Regions from separate parts of the Mus musculus genome. Here region 2 is linked to region 1. The links are chromatin contacts, called in public Hi-C maps. All regions are on one chromosome and are shown on one strand. Each heading gives the region's core, a stretch centred on a gene start, on an enhancer-like site or on the middle of the called end of the contact. The rest is flanking DNA. Distances are from core to core; before and after follow the strand shown.

Evidence for each region. A called contact is a pair of places that touch in the nucleus more often than the background predicts.
Region 2: a contact with region 1 is called in a Hi-C map of cortical neurons, with 3 times the contacts expected there. The contact joins the enhancer-like site here to the promoter of Gabra5 in region 1. A contact is called at or near these places in 1 of 39 promoter capture datasets (hippocampal neurons), 3 of 484 Hi-C or Micro-C datasets (cerebral cortex, cortical neurons and nephron progenitors) and 1 of 9 other capture datasets (embryonic stem cells).

The regions. Positions count from the first base shown.
Region 1 is chr7:57,507,025-57,512,211 of GRCm38.p6, reverse strand. Gabra5 (gamma-aminobutyric acid (GABA) A receptor, subunit alpha 5) reads left to right here and starts at 2,203. Exons shown (of 11, transcript NM_001362162.1): 1 at 2,203-2,472; 2 at 3,655-3,714; 3 at 4,074-4,233. The coding sequence starts at 4,148.
Region 2 is chr7:57,703,127-57,708,313 of GRCm38.p6, reverse strand. All of the region lies in intron 3 of Gabrb3 (gamma-aminobutyric acid (GABA) A receptor, subunit beta 3), which reads right to left. Among named protein-coding and RNA genes, the nearest start is that of Gabrb3, 110 kb to the right of the region's middle. Within about 2 kb of position 1,958, at least 7 of the 459 cell types and tissues checked have an H3K27ac peak or open chromatin away from gene starts, as enhancers often do. A contact at or near this core is called in cortical neurons, where this site is marked.

The DNA.
Region 1 (5,187 bases), core at 954-3,453:
TGTGTTTGCATTCCTGTTTTATGTAAGATTCCGGTTACCTCATTTGTACCTTGCGAATATGTCACCCAACTTCCTTATTGTCTTCTGCATAAAAAGTCTGATGCTCAATTTGAAAAATACATCCAGATTCCACACGAAAAAAAAATATTCATTACTATGATAAATACAGAAGTTATTTCATTAGTACATGGTTTTGTTTTTTCCAAAATAGTCCTAGCCACTTTGTGCTCAGCTTTCCACTCACTAATTGTTTAAATCTTCCTGCTTGCATTATGCTGTTTAGTTAAGAGAATAGCAGATGCCTTGGCATTTGTAAATCTAGAATTAACACACAATAAGTGAAAAGCCTATTAAGCTAGTTATAATTTCAAATTGACTGTTTAAAAATTTGGTGATTTTAATTATTATGTTATATTTGCATCCACCATGATGAAAAAAAGTCAGAATAGACAAGTTGCAAGAAGAAAAGGTCCCTTTGAGGAGGAGTCCTAGGGATTTCCGTGGCATTGCCTCTGAGTTTGTGGCTAGTTAGTCCTCTGCAGCTGGGAGGGCAGGGTTTCAGGATGGTGCTCATCAGGAGCAACCAGTAAAAGGAGGGGTTGCCCTCTATTCCCTTTCAAGGGTACACTTCTGATGGCCCAGCACCTAACACCACTCCCCACCTGCCTCACTAGCAGGTAATCAAGACTCTAGAACCCGAATCTTCAGGGGACCTTCAGAATCTTAACTATAGACTACTCAGGGAACTTTATCCTAGTGGCACATCTTCAGAGAACTCAGCAAATGGAGAAATCCATGTGTGCAATTTATCCATCTTAGAAAAGCCACTTGAATGAATGAATATGTTCTATCAAGAAGAATCCCTTGTCTCAGAGTCATTTAAGACTATGGCTAACTATATAGTCATGGTAAGCTCTATTACATGTGTGCAAAAAAGGTAATACTTATATCCTGTTTCTGAAATAATTTTACAGGTTCTCATTTTGGAAAAATCAGAGTTTCTATAATGTGTAAAAGTGCCATTAAGTACTTTGGCCCAACTGGAGAATGGGTAGAGGCTTGGGTGGGCTTTTCTGCTCAGCGCTGTTAAAGAAGGATCCAACAGGGAGAGAGAGATTTGACTGTTCGTGCTGTCACTTAGAAGTCACTGAACAGTCTGTGCCCCACAAAATTTGCAACACCGAAGCAAACCCCAGGATTTCGATTCAAGTCTTTTCTGGTGTTTTGTTTTGTTTTGGACAGGTTAGCATGGATACCAGGAGGGCATAGAACTCAGTAGACTGCACAATAACCTTGAGCTTCTGCTCTTCCTCCTGGGTTCTGGGATTGCAGGCATATGCCAACAGTGCGGGGATTACATAGCGCAGGGAATGGAACCCAGTGCTTTCTGTACGCTAAGCAAGCTCTAAGCTTACTCCAGTGGAAACAACACACTGCAGTAGAGAAAGGAGCTGCCTCCGCGTCCAGTTTGTGTAACATTTGAAAGGGCCTTTTCTTCCCAGTCGTAATTGGTCCTGGCTGCCCTTGTCTCGCATAAACTATGATACTGACATTGGACCAACACGTTAATCAACCGCAAGTGCCCGCTGAGAAGGTAATATCTTCCTTCCAGCCCCCAGAGGGGCACAGAAAAGCTTTGCACCGCCTGTGACCTACTTTTATATCTGCGACCCCATACTCTGTATCTGCATTAAGGATGCTATAGCTTATCAAGGAATGAGTCTTCACTAACGTCCTAAACATGCACTGCTATTGTGAAAGGGTTTCACTGTAAGATCCAGCAATAATTACTCTTCGTGAATTAAATGATGAGGGTTCTCTTGCACCAGTTTCTTTCTGAAAAGAATGGCTGGGTAAATTCAAGGTTGCTCCTGAGTTAGAACAAAAAGTGCTGGCCATCCTACCTGACATAAGCATCCACCTAGGTTACAGATGCTGATGTCAGTCCCCACACCTTGCCTCCTCTGTCCTAAAAGGTGACTAGCGATTATTCCAGGGGGAACCAAATATGCTTCCAATGCCCACAAGCAACTTCAGCAGAAACATGGTCTTTCCCGAAGCGGGTCAGACAGTAGCTCCCATGCCCGCTTCCTGGGCTGAGCGGGGGCCGGGGGCCGTGCATTTGATGAGAGTCTGGCGGCCTCTACCGGGCGCCTAGGCAGAGGGACGTTCCTCAAACCCAGAGACGACATGTGGCGCTTTGGAGAGGTGAGAGCGAGCGCGAGTCCGCCGGGGGCGCTGGGGGAATCTGCAGCGGGGCAACGCGCGGCCTCAGGCGCGGCGCGGAACAGAGCCGCAAGGCGGCAGCGGGAGCGCAGGGCTCCGGGGCTCCTCGGCGCCGAGCGCCGGGCAAGTTCGCTCCGGCAGTATGGGGCGGTGACACCGCACCAGCCAGCCGCGCAGGGACAGCGGGCGGCGGCGAAGCAGGATGCGCCCTCGCCGACGGCTCGCCAGCCGGGGCCCGCGCGTAGGGTAAGGAGCTGCGGCGGCCACCGTTGCGGGCACCCCGGCCTCAGAATCAGGAAGAGCGCAGGGCAGTTGGGCGCTCTCGGATCCCGCAGTGCAAACTTTGCCCGGAGACTGCGGAGGCCACCAGCACGGAGGGCAGGGGATCCGGTGGCGCGGCTGGACGGGGCTGTGGGCGCAGCGCCTCCTGGTTCGCGGTGGACAGCAGAGAGCTGCTGCTTGCGGCCGTCGTGGAGCTCGCCGGCCTGGAAGGCGGCTCCCGCTCAGGAGCAGGGGCGCGCGGTGGGCGCGGGCCCCACTTGGTGTCGCGCGCCTGTCGCGCGGGTTGCTCGAGGCCGGGCTCTGGCTGCGCCGCCACTGCACCGCGCGCAGCAGAGGAAGAAGGCGCTGCCTGCCGAGCGCTCAGCTGGCGGGCTTGGGGGCTAAGGAGGTCTGGAGGGACGAGCCTGAGGGCAGGACCACCAGAGGTGTCCGGTGGCGCTGCGGAGCGGCAGCAGGTGCGGGGTGGCGGAGGCTGCGGCTCCGCAGTGCCACCCCTTATCCCACCTGCGCTGTGCGCCAGCACTGGTGAGCTCGCACCGGAATCTGGGGGGCCCCAGGGAGAGCAGTCTCGCTGTGGGGATCGAGAAGTCGGGGGCTCAGGGGCAGCAGAAGGCACCGCCCGGGTTTTCCTGCATGCGGCGCCGCGTGCTCGCCGCCTAGACTCGCCTGGCTACCGGCGCCGAGCCCTAGGATTCGCCCAAGCGACCACCGCATGCCAGCCTTCTATTCTTGAAGGGAATCTCAGAGGGCCTTATCCTTCGAGATGGAAGTACCTGTTGTGTGGTTTTTCAGTTCTGGACTTTGGGGTTGGGGGGTGTCTCCGTAGAAATGTGTTTCTTTTGGAACTCTGGCTTGCTCGTGTGCATTGAGCATCTATTTGCGTTATGCGCATGTTGAGATGTTATGTGCCTTCTCTAAGGTTGCTGCTGGCCCAGGGTCAGTGCTTGCTTGGATTACCACTGCGCTAACCAGCGTCTAGCTAAGAACAGAGATATGTTCCAAGTGTCGTGATTACTAAGCCATGTAGTCCTGGGGGCAGAATGCCAACCCAGAAAGTCTGACCCTCACCGGCAAGTCTACCATTGCGATCCTATAGAAGACGTGTTTCTGACATGTGCCTTTCCCCCTCTTCCCACACACTTTCAGCACCTTGCAGAACAAGAAGCAGCTTGCTGGCTTTGAACGTGTGGCAAATATTTCAGAAAGGTAAATTTATCTAACTTGTGGATTTGATAGATGCAAAATGCAATTGTCAGATAACTTTGAGACCTATGTTAATAATTGGGTCATTTATACCCTGCTAAAACAGTACAATATTAAGGGATGCAATCAGTCTATTAAAACGACTGTACACTCTGTAAAAGTGAACTAAAGCTGCAACTGTCACCTTTTTACACCGCCTTGCTGCCCAGAGGAGATGGTGCAAACTGAGCTGGCACAGTCTGCTAGTAACAAGGGCCAGGCTTCAGTCTTTGTCAGCTTCACTGTGGCAGCAGCATGGTTGGATTCACTGTAGTGACGGGAACATCCGTGTTCATGTGTTTCTCCCTTTTGTCTACTTTCAGCGTCAAGATCAAGTTGGAGGCAAGAACAGTTTTTCTTCCAAATTCATCTGCTTCGACTATTATTCTTACTGGGAATGGACAATGGAATGCTCTCTAGATTTATCATGACCCAAACCCTCCTTGTCTTCTGTATTTCCATGACCTTATCCAGTCACTTTGGGTAAGTTATCCCACGTGCTCTCATTTTGTGGTCTTGGGGGCTTGTGCTATTGTGAAGCCCTGCAGAACAGGACAACCCTTTGGTTGCCACCTCTGCAGTCCTGTACCCTTCGGTTTGTGGTGAATATGTCTTGACCCATGCTTTCTTCCTGAGCAAGGCGGTTTCTGGTTGCAGGGTCTCAGAAATGAGTTAGACAAAAGAAAAGAGGATTTTTACAAGTGGAAGCAGAAGATGGCTTAAAGGAAGCTGTTTCCTCCTACTTGGGTTGGAAGAGATTCAGAAGTTCATGTGTGTTAAGGACATCTGCTGCTGTTAGACAAGTGTGCCACACTTCCATCCTCTCCTTGAGTCCATTATGTCACTGATTTTTATTTTTCAAGCCAGGCTAGTGCCTGTGTCATGGAAAGGGTTCCACAATAGTCTTGGCCTGAGCCATGTACAGAGATCATAAACTATGCCTGGCTTACCCTCGAGGTTCTGGAAATGTCGTTTCGCCTGACCTCTTTCATTTGTGCCTTTAGCGTCTCTGTACTAATGCTAGCCTTTCCTTGGCAAACTAGTAATACCTCACACTCAAGATGCATGCGGTTAGAAGGTAATCAGTGTTCCTCTTCTCTCCTGTGTCCCTCACTGCCCCAAATTGTCCTGGCTAATCAGAAGGCTTGCAGGTTGAAGTACTCTCACTGCACAGAGTGTGCCCCTTCACTTCCTGTTTACCAGTGCTCTTTCCCAAGGGAACACTTCGGATACTTTTAAAGGACTGCAGGGCGCAGTCACCTGTTTCCATTTATATGGCTAGTATACGGGCTACTTGGCAGGTATTCACAGGCCCACTCTGATGAACAAAATTCCCACGAGGGTTCGTGCTTGTGCCTGGGGCAGTTAAGATGTATTCTGAGCACCCGAGAAAACCTTGTCCATCTGTATTCCCTATCTCTTCTCATCTCCCCTTTT
Region 2 (5,187 bases), core at 709-3,208, 200 kb before region 1:
TGCTCTGCTTGGCACAGGTAGGCGTTGGATGGGAGCTTTCACAGAATGACAGCTTTAGTACTCACATGAGCTGGCCTCTGAATGGAAAATTATCATTTTTTTTCATTGCAAATACCTTAGATCCACCACCGTCAACCAAAGTGAAGCATTTGGAACTAAAATTTACCAGTGCCATGGGGTACCTGTCTGGAACATAATCTTTGGCGAGAGGAACTATCGGGAATCGGTTGATCAAACTGTTCCTGTGGGTTAATGAATTCACATGTTGAAATTTATGTAGACTTTGCCATATGCCCATATAGACCCTGTTCCTCTATTTTCATGAGAGCCACAGGCACAGGGTCACACACAACAGACACACAGAAACGCCTAAGTGGACAGACAGATAGACAGACTCGAGTGCGGCCAGAAAAAGTGAGGAGCACACAATATAGACTTCACGTTGTCCATTGTTCTCCATTTTGTGACTCACTTTGGGATGGAAAACAAAGATAATACCTGGTTTTAAAACAAGGGAAGCAAGATAACAGCAAAGTAAAAAAGCAGTTACACGGTGTTTTCAGCAAAGAGAATTCAAGAATCACATCTTCAAACCATCAGTCTTTAGTTTAAATATAGAACATGGAAAGAGTGGAAAATGAAGCATTACGTTGATTAAGAAGAGCCCATCGATGTAACCAACTGTTTCCCGAAGGAAGGCAGCATCTACAGTGGGTACCAGCTTACACTGAAGCAGTCCAGAAGTCTGAAGCACACAGCAGTCCCTGAAAGCACACTGTAATTTATGTCCCTTGCTACCCTCTGTGACAGAAAAGGTGGAAGAGCCTTTTTAAAAGTGCACTCCAGGGTGCTTGGGCCTCTGAGGGGAAAGTGTGCATTGAATAAGCAAGTGGCATTAAGACCCTCCAAATATGGAGCTGATGATGAGAACAGTGACTGTCTCCATCGCAACCAAATGTGTGTAATAAAAAGGTTTGCTGTACTGAGGTTTAAGCCACCCGATATCAGATGGTCAGGGAGTTGTAAAATCCCAAGTCAATTTCCTCCATCTCCATGAACTTCTACATTGAGTAAACATATCTGAGTAAGAGTTGCCAAATTTAGAACAAAAATCAGCTGGCAACTGCCTGAAATGCTTTCACAGCAAAATGTATTCCCCAAATCTGGCCAAATTCCAGGCCTGCTTATCATGCAGAGAGCAGTCACTTTATGTCATTCAACATCTGTAAACCAACAGGGTGTGGGTGCTGGAGTTCACCGTCTTCTGCAAGCCTTTATTTCCTCAGGTACAAGCGAAGTGAGATAGGAATTACTGGATCCACCACCTAGGTCTGTAGTAGTGTAAAAACCAAATGTAGCCAGACATGATGAAGCATAATGGTAACACACGCAAAAATGAGGCAGGAGGGTTGTGGCTCCCAGGTATAGCATGTAAATACTAGAGGTGATAAAAAGCACTAGCAAAGCTGTGTCCTCACAGAAACCACAGCAGGTCAAAACAGAAAAGCGGGACAATTTGAGATGAACACGTTGAGTCTCATGTTTCCACTCTCCAGCTGGAGCCACTGGAAGGTATGCTTACCTGTGTACACAGCAACACACACCAAACACACATGTATAATATTCACACATGCACATACCTGCATTCAAAGCACATACACATATAAATTCACATGCTTACCTAGGAGACTGCATGAGTACTCCTACACACACACACACACACACACACACACACACACACACACACACAAAGACACATGTGTGTTGGAAATTGGTTCTAATGTTTTGTCTTAATTTGGCTCCCAAAAGCTGCACCCCCATTTGGCTTCAACTGGTAATAAAGAATTGCCATACAGCAATTCCCCTGGGCAGGGAGACTTGGGTGGGACTTTTAGATTGCATAGGCAAGGGACCAAGGGAAGAGAGAAGAACAGGCAGAATCCCCATGACAGGGAAGAAAAGAGAGCTGACTTAAACAACGCCCACCACACAAGAATCTTGGAAAGTGGCCCTAGGAGCCACTCCTCTGATTATGATGAAATAGATTTTAAAAGATGTTAACTCAGGAATGCCAGAAGGGAGTGTGTGCTAGCTACAGGAAGGATTAGAAGTGCCCAGACATTGAGCTAGTCAAAGCATATCAAAATTAAGTGGCGCGCGTGTGCGCGTGTGTGTATGTGTGTATATGTGTGTGTGTGTGTGTGTGTGTGTGTGTGTGTGTGTGTCTTTCATTCTCAAATCCACAGCTTTTGTGTGGGTGCAGAGGAAGCATGACAGCCAGAAGCCAAAGCAGATTAACTATTCACTGCTACACATGCACACAGACACAACACACATGCACACACACACATATATACACTGAATGAGCAGAACATCTGAAGAACAAAACAAAACAAAACAAAACAAAATAAAACAAAACAAAACACCCTATTCTTTTCTGTAAATATTTCCCTCCATCTGATTTTCTTATGATTTTGATCATTATTGACAATTTCACAAAGAAAATAGGCATTTCTGATACCATAAAAACATAATCATGTGAATTCTTTTCTTTCAAAGATTGTTCTGAAGGAGATCTAGTTGATTCAAATAGATAGTGTTCTATGCATGGGTAACAGAAGAAAATGGAATCAAACAAGAATGTTCAGCCTCACCCCCATCCACCAATAAAAACCTTTCGTCTCTGTTGCTGGGTTTCCCAGCTGTTACACCTGCACCACAACACAAATGGCCCTATTTTTAGCTTCGTATAACTTGAGTAAAATCTCAGAACAATTGGGCATAATTACTATGCCTCTTACTGTCAGAGTGCCTTTCCGCAGACTTTGAAGGCCAGAAGACCCCCCCTGGGCCTGCATCCCTCACCAACAACTTTGCTTCTGCCCTCACAAAAGACAAGAGGGCTTCATCTCTAAGATAGGTACCTAGCAGACTGTTGTCATAACGATCTCATCCCAAATTTATCCAGAAAGAGGGATGGATTTGTGTGAGGATGGGAAGGCACTACCAAGCACAGGTGTGAATCTGATACCCTGCTGAGCTCCAGAGTGAAGAAATTCTTCATTTGTTTTAAGGTCATTATGAAATAAGTACAAGGCTTGCAAAAAATAAAACAACATGAGCAAGAAAAAGGAAGAAAATAAGGAAGATCTGAAGGAGGGAGGGATGAACAGATGAGCATAAGGAGGGAGCCATGGAGGGAGGCAGAGAGGGAGGAAAGGAGAGCGTAGGTCCAATGTACCCAAGACACATTAGCCTGGGTTACTAAAGGAAAATATCAAAACAAGGACACTGAGGTGGATCCAGTCTGTGAGATTACACCAACTTTACAGGCATGTGCTTGTCTGTGTAGTTCTACATGATCTCATTTGTAAAGATCTACAGTCAGGACTCAGAACTGCTCTGTGGCCACTGGCCTCCTTTCCAGGTATACCAGTCAGCCTGCCTCCCCCTCATTCTAATGCATAGCAATGTCTGAGGAATTCTACAACCTTTCAGTTTCCTTAATCTCAGAAACCTCATGTGGCTTTCTGTGTGGTTTCTACAAATTACCTAGTCAAGAGTCAGGTACTGACATCTCCAAGTATAAAATAGATCTGACTATTTTTCCTTTCATCTGTAAGGGCTTTAGCTACATAAACTATGTTTTCTAGTCAATGCGCACTCCATTCCTCAGTCTCCTTGATAGACTTCTCATTGTCATGCAACATCTTACTCTGCAGTCTTAATCTCATTCTCTGGGAACCACAGTCTGCATGGATTTTTGAGAGATAACACCTTCATTCTATGTACACACACACACACACACACACACACATACACACACCACTTTTTTTTTCTTCCTTTTTACTTTCTGTTTGGAGTTGTTTATATATTTGGGGAGCAAAGTCTCCTCTGTAGTGTAAGCTAGCCTAGAACTCAATAGTAGCCCAGGCTGGCATGCAAATCATGGCAGTCCTCCTTCCTCCTGGGATTATTGGCATGAGCAATACATGTGGCCACCATCTTACATCCAACCTACCTATACTTTATATTTAATGCTAAATCTCTTGGGGATAACATATGGTACAAGCATGTTATTTTTTCAATCCACTCTGATGGTCCTTGCTTTTTATCTCCTGTTTAGACATTTTCATTTAAAATAACTATTACTGTTTGGGAGAAGCCTGAAAATTCATTTGATTATTTATATACTGTACCTCCTCTTTTCTCACTAACCCTGTTGATATATGTTTCCTCCCATTTTTTATTTCTATGTTTGCTAAGACTTTTCTTTCTTTCTTTTTTCTTTTTTTGCTCTCTCCTTGTTTGTTTTATCCCATTAATTAATTTATTTATTCACTTTACATCTTGATCACAGCCCTGCTTTACTCCCAGTCCCTGTCTCACACAATTCCTCCCCCATCCTCCCCTTCTACTCTAAGAAGGGGCAAATCCCTCCCCCCATCTGGGTAGTAGCCTGGTATATCAAGTTACTGCAGAACTAGGCAGATCCTCTCATAGCTGCTTCTCTTTGGGCACCAGGCCCAGAAAAAACTGCCTTTCATGCCCACAGGACCAAAGCCCGCTGTGCTTCCTGGTATGATCTACAAAGTGTTTTAGTTATTAAAAACAGAGCATGGGAGGAACAGGCTACTCCTTCTGGCAAGAGCTCAAGGCCAGTTGCTTCACTTGTATATTGACTGACCTCAGCAGCATCTCTTTCAGGAGGAATTGTTAAAGGCCATTGAATTGAAACCTCTCACCCTATAAAAGTAAAATTGAGTCACAGGGAAAATCCTCAGAGGAAGCATCGGTTGTCAAAGTACACAGAAAGCTTGAAAGTAACCAGCAACTAAGCACTGAGAGGAAAGCATCAATGGAAACCTAGAAACAACAGGGACAGTCCAAATAGAAGTTAGTAGTCCTCATAGTCACAGTAACAGCAAGTGAATGCACTCCTCTTTATATATAATTTCTATTCTGTGTAAAGTGACAGCTGAAGAGGGTGTGGTTGGGTAAGGACTCGAAAGCCCACACCAACACCCATGTAGAAGCTTTAGAAAGCTATTTCGTCTTTCTGGTCCATTGTCTTTTAATCCTCACAGTAGAGATGATAAGGCCATGTCAGTGTGCCACACAGGGTATGTCAGGTAGTTTTTAATTCTTGAAATGTTAGTTAGCTGCTTTATGTGACAGCATTAGGAA